4 separate regions of the Mus musculus genome follow, and regions 2, 3 and 4 are each linked to region 1. Evidence: chromatin contacts called from public Hi-C and HiChIP or PLAC-seq data. All regions are on one chromosome and are shown on one strand. Each heading gives the region's core, a stretch centred on a gene start, on an enhancer-like site or on the middle of the called end of the contact. The rest is flanking DNA. Distances are from core to core; before and after follow the strand shown. Region 1 overlaps Rad51b (RAD51 paralog B). Region 2 overlaps Gm36660 (a long non-coding RNA gene). Region 3 has its middle 21 kb from the start of Gm36834. Region 4 overlaps Rad51b (RAD51 paralog B).

Region 1 (2,574 bases), core at 33-2,532:
TGAGCAATTCTGGGAAGTGTGCCTAACCCCTCTGTTCTTTAGAGTGTTGAGTCCACAAAAGCTATGGCGAGAATTAATATATTCTGATGGCTATTAGTAGAAGGGGCTATGAAGGAAAAATGTTAACATGTCTCAGTTTGCCTTAGTTCTGCTGTTGTACACAAAACTCCAGGACTGTCATTGACTTTCATTAGCCTCAACCTTAAGGAAGCTGCTCTGCCCAGAGATGCCGGAGAGCGGCTGAGGAAAAGGAGAGGGAAACACAGTGAGGGAGATGGCTTGGGCATATTTGAACTCATTGTGTGAAGACTTCAGTTCACACTGCACAGTGATCTGCGAATACAGATCTCTCTAGTGGACTGTCTTCCTCAATCGTTGCCCTTCCCTATGTCCCAGAATTAACAGGTGCTAAGGTCATTAAGACCAAGGAGCAACAAACCGATACTCAACTAGAACTCGCCATGCCTGTGGCCACAGCACCCCAGTTGCTGGCTGCAGGGTTTCCCCTGGAGTGTACACCCTGGGAGAAGCAGACCAAAGCAATCCACAGCCGAGCTGGAGAAAAGAGTGTTGCTGATCAAGAGTCCCTGGAGGAAAGACAGGCTCTGTGTGAGGGACAGCACATATGGAAGGATGGTAAATCTCCTCAGCTTGCCATGCTCACCTCTTCAGTCACTGAGGGCACCCCTAAGCGTTCTACTACCATCACCTCCACCACCGAGTTCCGGGAGATGGAGGAGGAAGGACAGTGTCTGCCATTTGTTCACACCAGGTATGGGGTAACTGCCCTGCACGATGGTGAGGCTTTCTCTTTGGCCTAATTACCCGTAGAATGGATACTCTAGGGAAAATCTGTGGCCAGCAACTGTGGGGCTGTGGCTTATAGGTATGGTGAGTTCTAGCTGTATATTAACATGTTCCCTGCCTGGCCCCAGTGGACTGACCTGTTGGGTCTGAGACTGGGGTGGGTTGGGAGGGTGGTGGCACCAGTTGTGGTAGCAGGCCAGTGTGCAGTTTTCACCTCTAGCCCAACCTGGCAGTGTTGGGCCCACTGCAGGAAATGACACAGTCTCTTGGTTACTTGTGACAGGGTAACCACTGTGGCTTCCAGTGGTCTATTTACCAACTATATCAAATTTTGCAGTTAGCACGGGGCCAAGAAAGGCTGGCTACCTAGGTATGGAAAAGAAGGTGGCCCATTTTCAGATGGCTCTGGGGTTCACACGGATGTGAAAGAAACTTTCCTACCAGCTGTTCTGTGCATTTTCTGTGGCAGTCACTGTGCATGAAGTTTGTTCGGCTGTCTTTGCCCACTTCCTCATCCCTGCCTACTGAGCTCTTCAGACAGGCAGGGAGGTGAATTTCCAGCCCCCTCCCGCCCCGAGTTTCTGATGACCTTTTTCGGTGTTTTTGTTACTTGTGGTGCTTTCTATTCACGTGTATGCCTTGGTGCTGGGGATTCCCCTCCCTTCGGTTTGCAAGGAGGGTTAGAAAGACACGGCTTTGTGATAAGTACCATCATAGACGGCTGCTACTCACTCACTCCCCCTCCTTACACTCATTTGGGGCCAAGAAAAATCGTTCTATTGAGTCATTTGCTCCCCAAAGAGACTGAAGATATAACTCTTGGGGGGAGTCCAACTTCATCAACACCAACTTTGATCCTCCAGCCTAATGTATGCTTATTGTAGACAGGGGCTAAGCTCAGAGGAACCTCAGATACGTCCTGTGGGGCGCAGAGCAGTGCTAATATCCCTGCCTTATCTCTATGTTCCCAATTAAGTGGTGTGGCATCCTAACCAGCATGGGCTCACTGACGGGGCAGGTCCAATTATCTCCATCTCCAGAGTGAATCTGTAGCATGAAACTCTGTCGGCCATTGTTCAAAGGTTGGTTAACTGGTCTACCTAGAAATCCCCAAGTCAGCGGCTTTATCAGATACTCATGTACAAAAGTGATTTCATGTCCTCAAAGATGGACAATTTTATTTTTGAGGCAGAGTGATTCCATGCTTCTACATCCATATTTAGAAGACATTGATACAGACACAAACAGTGAAAATTAGACACAATCAGACAGAGTCAACAAAGAAGAGACAGAAGAAGAATAGGTCAAGAACAAATATAGTAAGTGGCCAAATACTTACCTAGTAGCCCTTGGTATGGCACTCTCCAACATGACCACTAGTGAGCAAACCCCCAGTCAGAGGCTACAGGCTGGCAAGGACCCATCTCACCTAAGGAACAAGGCCCAATGCCAGATGACAAACCAGTTTCTTCTCTCTGCCATTCACTCTGGTGACCTGGAAACAGCCATCTGGAGCAGAGTCTGAGAGGAAATGTGAGGCTCTGGCAGGCCTCAGAGTTGCTGGAGGTGATGACTAGGTCTGTGCAACGTCCACCGGCTCATCTTACCAATAGAACTACATATTGAAGCCGATATCTTACATCTTTCCCTCCCTCGTTTTCAGTTGGCTTTCTGGCACCACTCATCTGACATCATTAACATGAGTAATGGCACTTTTATACTTTCATTCACAGACTGGTCTTAACTGATCCTTAGTGTATGAGGGAA
Region 2 (2,574 bases), core at 48-2,547, 420 kb before region 1:
CTTAGGGAATAGAAAATACTTGTCCCCAGGGCCACTGAAATGCACAGCATGTAACATCTGTACAGAAAAAGTGTGTTTGTTTCCCAAGGAGAAATTTAGAATAGGGTGAGATAAATAAGGAAGACTTTCAGGCTCAGGGCATTCAAGAAGGGAGTTATGGAACACATAGCAGGTGTTTTAGGTGGGAGAACAATTTAATTGTGTGAATAGTGTTACCTGTGTAAACTTAACTTCTTCTGTAAATCTGAGGTCATGATGTCATGGTCCCTTCCTTCCCCATCACTTTGGAGCCAAACCTAACTTGGCAATAAAATGTGACCCACCTGGAGAGAGGCAGCTTGCAGTCTTCACTGAGCGGCTCTGACAGGACAGTTGCAGGACATGGATGTGGTGTCAAGGGCCTGACCTAAGGTGTGTGTGTGTACTCTGATGTGTGGTCCCCTAGGAATTAGAATGAAAGACTGTTAACTTGTATTCATAGCTCTGTCCTGCAGGCATTTACCAAGTACTTTTCAAACAATATAATCTTTACAGTGACTCTACAGGACTGGGGTTCTATTATATAGATGAGGATACTGAGACTCCACCCTAATAAATGAAGTTGCCATTAAGGCTGAATCTAAGATCGCACTGTCTGGGTAACAACATCGAAGTAATGTCCTTGGTGAGAATGGCTTTAAAATCAAGCTGCAGGGTCAACATGGTGACACATAGCTTTAATCCTTATACTCAAGGGACAGAGTCAGGAGGAACTCATTGAGTTCGAGGCCAGCTTGATGTACATAGCCAGTTCCAAGCCAGATAGGGCTACACAGTGAGACCTTGTCTCAAAACAAACAGATAGACAGTCAAAACCTACAACAAAGCCAAAATCCCCAAATAAACAACAAGACAAAAAAGACAAACAAGACAAGATAAACAAACCCACATTGAAGATGGACGTCAGATGGGAGAGGCTCAAGGAGAAAAGCTGGAGGGAAGGTGGGATTGAATTGGAAGTGGGGGTAGATGGTGGCAGGGTGACATCTCAGATCAGGTAAATGGCCAGGGTTGGGGGCTAAAGGAGATCCAGGCCTCTCAAGTATAGAGTCCTGGAGAGGAGTCTTCAGTTTGGGCAGCATAGCCTGGCTCCCTAACCTGGCCTTTAACCTGTCTTGGTTTTCAGCCATTCATTCCCCTTTCTGTCCAAAGAGGAACAGCCACAGAAGAAGAAAGATCCCCTTCGCCTACTCAGTGTGGCAGGAAGAGGAACCTGGATGTGATTTGGATTTTTTAAAAAAGAGATCTTGCTTTGGTGTGGCCCAATGTAGCTTTTCACTTGCGGGTCTGATTGCAACCACAAGTGACTGCACCTCTGAGGGGACTCTTGGCAGCCACCTCTGAGGGTGGGGTTTTCCCCTCCCCAGCCTTGTGACTCCTCAGGTGCCTCCAGTTATCTCTACAGCCACTGGAGACTTCTTCAGGCCAAACTGAAGCATCTGACAAACATTCGAGGCCAGCCTGATCTACAGAGTGAGTTCCAGGACAGCCAGAACTAAGGCAGAGAAGCCCAGCTTCAACAAAACAAAACAAAACAAAACAAAACAAAACAAAACAAAACAGAAAAAAGAAAAAAGAAAAAAGAAACCATCAGCCTTCTAAAAAATGTGAACTGGATTCTGTTCTAGTCTTAGCTCTTTCTTGACTCATCTCCTCACTCTTCAGACCTCTTCCCTCTCCCTCCACAAATTAGTGGCTCCCCCACTTCCCACCCCATCCCTCCTTCCCTCCCCCTGAAGCCCTTTTTTCCCATGCATCCTTCTTACTTTTGAGCATGCTTGTGACCTGCTGAGTTTAATTAGGGTTGTTTGCATCAGTATGGGGGGGGGGTTGTGATGTACTGAAACATGGGTAACTCATTAGTGACTCCAGTACTGAAGAAAGTGACATCCTCTCCCCAGAGGTCATTAACTGTCAGGAGTCCCTTAGGCAGGAGTGGGGCCTCATGAGCTCCCCCAGCCCCCCAGATGAAAATTTGATGGACCCAGTGTTGTGCAGGTCTTTTATGGTAGCCATAGCTGCAGTTGAGTTCCTGAGTCCACTATCCATGTCATGTCCATGTTTTGTGGCACACCTCCCTATCCTCCGATCCCTATGCTCTTTTCACCCCCTCTTCTGAGATATTTGCTGCCATGTTTGGGGTCAATCTCTCTTCTGTTCCGTTTGGCTTCTCTTGAAGCCTGAGTGAAGTGGGATGAAGATGGGGCAGCCACGGATGCTGAGAAGAGTATGGAGTATAACGGCAAGAGGATGCTGCTGTCTGCTCATCGCCTAGGACAGAAAATCTGCCTTCCTACCTGCTCTGATTCTGTTTTACTGGAGAAGAGGACCTGCTGTATAGCAAGGCTCTTTATTCCCATAATTCTCTGTCTCTAGGCCATTCGAGTACAGCCCAAACTTCAGTGGCAAAGAAGAGGCAAGTTTCAGAAGCATGAACAGGGACACCTGCTTTCTTGTTTTGATAACGGATGAAAATATCTTCCCTTTGCTGCTGTTGCTACGCTGAATCAGGATTGAGAAGTTAGAGTATCTCTT
Region 3 (2,574 bases), core at 55-2,554, 350 kb before region 1:
CTACACCCAAGAGAATGTAACACCTAGATTGAGTTAAGGCTGGGTCACATGTATACTTTAAGTTTCGGGGTTGTATGTGTAACGGTTGTACTTTTGGGCTGAGAGCAACAGAGAATATGGGATTTCCCAAAGAGAAGTGGCACCTGGGTACCGGAAGAAGGTGGATGGATGCTGAATAGCTAAAATGCTAAGTAGGAAATGCTGCTGTTGTGTCTCCCCTACATTCCTCTCCCCGTACCTAGAGCCATTATCTATATCTTCCACCTAGAACTTGAATTTTGACCCTGGAATTGGGGAGGCAGGGTATTTCTAATGAAGCTGATGTTTCCGCTTCACAGATGTGACTAGCAAGGATCTGATCCAGGAATAATTCTTAGCGCAGCTTTGGAAAGCCTGGGCTAGACTATAAATCATGAAGTGGAATTCTAGCCACACACGTCTTTTAATCCCAAACTCAATTTCTACCCACCCTGGGTCCTGCCTTTGGAGCAGAGCAACAGAGAAGTCCCACACTGAGGACACCCTAGGCCTGATGGGAGGTCACCTTCCCATGGCATTGCCTTCATCAGCACTCTGGGGTCAGGCCTTAAAACTCTGTGCTTTGTCCCTCACTCTCTTGTCTTTGCTGTATTGCCAAAAAGAGCCTTAAAAGTCATGGAAACATCTCTGCTTCTCTAACTCAAGGGATTCAGGCAACAGAGGTCAGGGAGTTGAGGGTCACATAGGAGCATGTGGAAGGGCAGATATGGCTGGATGGAAAGATGCTTATCCTTGGTGCAGTTATGTGTGTGGGAGCAGGAGAGGCAGAAAGTACAAGAGCATGGCTCTCAGGAGCCACTGGAGTGGGGGCATTGGTAATGAGCCTGGGAAACGAGTTTGTCCTCGCTGAGAATACAGGATGCTTCATTACAGGTTTCCACTCATCCAGGAGCCTATCACGCTCTGCCACAGGAGACAGGTAGCCCAGGGGATGAGTAGGCACATGGGAGTTCACTAGTAGAGTCTCCAAAGTCAAGGTGGGTGCTGGAATAACAAGCAGACCCACAAATGGGATCAAGAACAAGCAAGGCAGAGCCAGTGGCTAACTCATTGGTCACAAACAGGCATCCTGGGGCAACGAAAGAAGGAAATCAGTCTCTCTTCCCCCAGAAATGACTGCATTTCTCCATATTGGCAGACTTTCCAGCTTTCACGGGGCCTGACTCTTTGGGGAATCTTGTTTTCTTTGCCTTACACTGACCGGTTAAAAATAGATGGGTGAAATGTGACTGGCCGGAGAGTCTTTGACCTCTTTCAGATTTAGCTTTTGGACCAAGTTAAGAGAATCAATTCTAACCCTTATTTTGTGAAGAACAGCGCTGGGAGGGAGGATGGGTAGGAGATGCTCCACAAGGACAAGCTGAAGGGAGGTGCAGTTCTTTAGCTTAAGTAAGTAAGAATCATGTTTCCTGATAGTGGTGGCCGTGTCAGGGGAGGAGCTTTTAAAAATCAGCCAGCACAACTACTATATTATAAAAGAGGAATTTCTATCAAGGCTAAATCATAAAACTGATTATAAATAACTTCAAAAATGCTTATCTTTGCCTTTCTTCTACAATGTGTGTGTGTGGAGGGGGCGGATTACATGCTGTCCAAATTCCCCTAGTAGCCATAAATAGCCACATTTTGTTACTTACTGCTAAGTATATTCTAGCACCAACCCAACACCCTACATGGTTAGACTTTTCTCCTAATAGCGACCTATGATACCTCACATGTGTTAAGTCTTTACCAAATCAAAACAAAACATATTCCAGTCCACTCTTCACAAATATACTCTCATTAATTCCTGACATGGACTTGTAAGGAAGGGTTGGTTATTATTCTCATTTTCTAGAAGAAAAATCAGAAGTTTAAAGAAGTTAAATAGCCCTGTCTAGACAGTGGTAGAGATTGCCTTCAACTCTGGTCATTGAGATCACAGATCCTCTGCACTTAAGCCCTACTGTGTTCTCATCAACCCCGCCACAGCCCCCTCCACCCCTGAGCCTTGCTGAGCTTGTGTTTGGGAAGCTTGGCTCCTGATATAAGCAAATTAGTCTTCGTCCCAGCAGGAGAGAGATGGCACACTCCAACAGGGAGGTGGAAAATTACTTAGAAATAGGGCTACTCACAAGTTATGGGCTTACTCATAAGTTACTCACAAGGTAAGAGATACCAACAAGGCAAGATGAGGTCTCCCAGGGCTGGCAAGGGTGGGGAGCCCTGGGGCAAGGCAGACAGTATTGAGAGAAAGGGTCTGCAGGAGAGTGCCACTCTAGAGACAGTGGCATTAGGTGGAGGGAACAGCCAAGGCACACAGGCAAGCAGCAAATAGCCCAGTAGAGTGGAAACAAGGGAATGAAGCTTCTGACGTTGGTTCATGCTGTGTCTCTTGTTGGCGTCTCCTACTGGATGAACACAACTGAAGCCCTGTCCACGATACCAGTCTCCTGGCGTCATGGTGGGTTGATGGAGAAAGGAACTAAGGGTAAATGAATGTGTTCAAATAACAGATGAACAAACCTACTGGGTGAATGTTCTTACTTTGGGGGG
Region 4 (2,574 bases), core at 20-2,519, 330 kb after region 1:
CTGGCTAGATTGTATCACTTGGACACAAACTAGAGTCCTCTGAGAGAAGGAAACCTCAGTTAAGGAACCGCCTCCATAGGATTGGGCTGTGGGCCAGCCTGGAAAGGATCGTGTTTATTAGTGATGTATGGAGGAGAACCCAGCCCATGGCAGCTGGTGCCATCCCTGGGCTGCTGATCCTGGGTTCTGTAAAAAAGCAGGCTGAGCAAGCCATGGAGAGCAAGCCAGTAAGCAGCACCCCTCCATCAGCTCCTGCCTCCAGGTCCCTGCCCTGTCTGAGTTCCTGTCCTCAATTCCTTTGATGATGAACAGTGATGTGGAAATGTTTGTTTGGGGCTTTCAGTTTTCGTGTTTTCTTTCTTTCTTTCTCACTTTCCTTCCTTCCTTCCTTCCTTCCTTCCTTCCTTCTTTCTTTCTTTCTTCTCTTTTCTTTTTTTAATTTTTTAAATATTTATTTATTTATCTATTTATTTATTTATTGGTCATGTGTTTCATCACAGCAATAGAAGCCCTAAGACATTCCAGAAGGAGAGAAAAGCAAACACATCAGGGGCCAGCTACAGTGCCCTAACAGTTAATGTAGCTGGAACATCAGGGGCCAGCTACAGTGCCCTAACAGTTAATGTAGCTGGAACATCAGGGGCCAGCTACAGTGCCCTAACAGTTAATGTAGCTGGAACAAGGAGCAGGAAGAAGCCTGAAAGGTTGAAGGGGAGGAAGCCAGAGCGCCAGGCAGAAATCAAGGTCCCCTCAGACCCTCAGATCTGTGGTAGTCTGTTGGGGTTTTATTAAGAAAAATGAGAAGTGTGGGAGCCGACCTGACCCCATCAGGTTTCCTTTTTTAACAGATCATTACCTTAACCACTCAGTCACCACATCCCACAAATGTGTCTTTAAAAATAAAAATAATTTTTTTTAAAGTAAAAGACTGCTTGCTCTGGGGGGTGGCTCAGTGCTAGAAACCACTGGCTGATCTTTCAGTAGATGGAATTCATTTCCCAGCACCCACATGGTGGTTCAAAACGATCCTTAACTCCAGACCTAAGGGACCTGCCACCCTCTTCTGGCCTCTATTGCACCAGGCACACACTCATCGCTCATATATACACTCAGGCAAAACATCCGTACACATAAGATACAAAATAATAAATAAATCTTTTTGAAGGTCTGCTCAAGAGGCTAGGGAGATGGCTCAGCAGGCAGGAGTGTCTCAGGGTTGATGGCTGCCAGCCTAGCTCCAAGGCCAGTGAGAAACTGTATCAAAGGAGGAAGTTAAAGAATGAGACAGCAGGACACCCAACATCCTCCTTTAGCCTCCATACATAGGCATACACGCCTACACACACACACACACACACACACACACACACACACACGCACGCACAGATGGAGGGACAGAGGGAGGAGGGAGGGGAGGGGAGAGATGGTTCTAGATGTCACATGGGGAAAAGGCTTCAAAGGGCAAGGGTAAAACAAGATAACTGCTGTCCACACAAGAAACATGGTGCCTTCACCTAGGGAGATGATACCTCAGATTATCAGGAGCAACTGGATTTAAAGTATAATTCAGGCAGGGAACCGGAAGAACTTGATTGATTGGATGAATATCTAGAACAGTAGTGATTCAATCAGGATTGTAGTTACTAGTGTAGTGTTCTTCCTCTCTCTCTCTCTCTCTCTCTCTCTCTCTCTCTCTCTCTCTGTGTGTGTGTGTGTGTGTGTGTGTGTGTGTGTGTGTGTGTGTGTGTGTGTGTTTAAACAGGGAAATCCAGAATTCATCTTCAGGTATATCAAGCTGTCCACATATATAGATGTGACTGTAATATGTTATTATGTCAAGTGGCAAATGTATATGAATCTGGAGCTTGTGGGAAAGCTCAGAATATGAACACAGGACCCTTCTGCCATAAAGAAATGTGCTAAAACCATGAGAGTGCATTGAGAGATTGAGGACAGATGGAGGAAGACCAAGATCCTAAAACTGAGTCCGGGATTCTCCAAGGCTTATATGCTGACAAAATGGAGAGGGACCAGCAACACAGACTAACATGGTCAGAAACAGGGATAAAACCTAAGAAGCCAACTGACAGGAACTGTTGGGGAGAACATGGTGGCTGTGTGATAGGGCTGAGAGTCAACACTTCCTGGTGATGTGACAGCAAACATACTGTACAAGGGCAGCACATTAGTCAGTTTATAGTAATATTGGTATACACAAACTTACCATGTTACCAGTCATATAAAAGCACAGTATATAAATTATGCACAGTATACAACACTTGGTGATATTTCTGCCTGTGCTCACTCTGCTAGCAATCATTACTTCAGATTGTAAGTTACCTCTACAGCATTTTTAAGGTCTGGAAAACACAATGCATCAGCTTCACACTGCTTCTGCTCACCACATCTTTTGATTGTGTGCAGAGGCTACATCCATGATGAACACACACAGCAGTCTGTGTAAGCACACAAGAACAGAGTCACAGGACTGACTGGCTTAGTCATCCAGTCCCCAAACCATACCACTACCACTAAGCAACGCATGGCTGCATTTTATATACTATTGAGTTGGAG

Evidence for each region. Hi-C and Micro-C count contacts between places; a contact is called where the count stands out from the background. HiChIP or PLAC-seq counts read pairs in DNA pulled down with a chosen protein or histone mark.
Region 2: a contact with region 1 is called in a BATF HiChIP or PLAC-seq map of CD8 T cells, with 10 read pairs. The contact joins two enhancer-like sites. A contact is called at or near these places in 1 of 484 Hi-C or Micro-C datasets (bone marrow-derived macrophages) and 7 of 115 datasets of contacts at active chromatin or transcription factors (CD8 T cells, bone marrow-derived dendritic cells, embryonic basal ganglia and 4 more).
Region 3: a Hi-C map of B cells shows a contact between it and region 1, with 2.1 times the contacts expected there. The contact joins two enhancer-like sites. A contact is called at or near these places in 1 of 15 datasets of contacts at CTCF or cohesin (the NIH/3T3 cell line), 4 of 484 Hi-C or Micro-C datasets (B cells, bone marrow-derived macrophages, centrocytes and 1 more) and 1 of 115 datasets of contacts at active chromatin or transcription factors (fibro-adipogenic progenitors).
Region 4: a contact with region 1 is called in an H3K27ac HiChIP or PLAC-seq map of microglia, with 3 times the contacts expected there. The contact joins two enhancer-like sites. A contact is called at or near these places in 1 of 115 datasets of contacts at active chromatin or transcription factors (microglia) and 3 of 9 other capture datasets (adipose tissue, liver and pancreatic islet).

Annotation. Positions count from the first base shown.
Region 1 is chr12:79,645,594-79,648,167 of GRCm38.p6, reverse strand. All of the region lies in intron 7 of Rad51b (RAD51 paralog B), which reads right to left. Among named protein-coding and RNA genes, the nearest start is that of Gm36048, 150 kb to the left of the region's middle. Within about 2 kb of position 1,282, at least 126 of the 459 cell types and tissues checked have an H3K27ac peak or open chromatin away from gene starts, as enhancers often do. A contact at or near this core is called in B cells, CD8 T cells, bone marrow-derived dendritic cells and 3 more, where this site is marked.
Region 2 is chr12:80,068,039-80,070,612 of GRCm38.p6, reverse strand. The region is part of intron 3 of Gm36660 (a long non-coding RNA gene); the gene reads left to right. Among named protein-coding and RNA genes, the nearest start is that of Gm36660, 17 kb to the left of the region's middle. Within about 2 kb of position 1,297, at least 40 of the 459 cell types and tissues checked have an H3K27ac peak or open chromatin away from gene starts, as enhancers often do. A contact at or near this core is called in CD8 T cells, bone marrow-derived dendritic cells, bone marrow-derived macrophages and 1 more, where this site is marked.
Region 3 is chr12:79,997,666-80,000,239 of GRCm38.p6, reverse strand. No RefSeq gene overlaps it. Among named protein-coding and RNA genes, the nearest start is that of Gm36834, 21 kb to the left of the region's middle. Within about 2 kb of position 1,304, at least 21 of the 459 cell types and tissues checked have an H3K27ac peak or open chromatin away from gene starts, as enhancers often do. A contact at or near this core is called in B cells and bone marrow-derived macrophages, where this site is marked.
Region 4 is chr12:79,319,801-79,322,374 of GRCm38.p6, reverse strand. All of the region lies in intron 5 of Rad51b (RAD51 paralog B), which reads right to left. Among named protein-coding and RNA genes, the nearest start is that of Rad51b, 24 kb to the right of the region's middle. Within about 2 kb of position 1,269, at least 52 of the 459 cell types and tissues checked have an H3K27ac peak or open chromatin away from gene starts, as enhancers often do. A contact at or near this core is called in microglia, where this site is marked.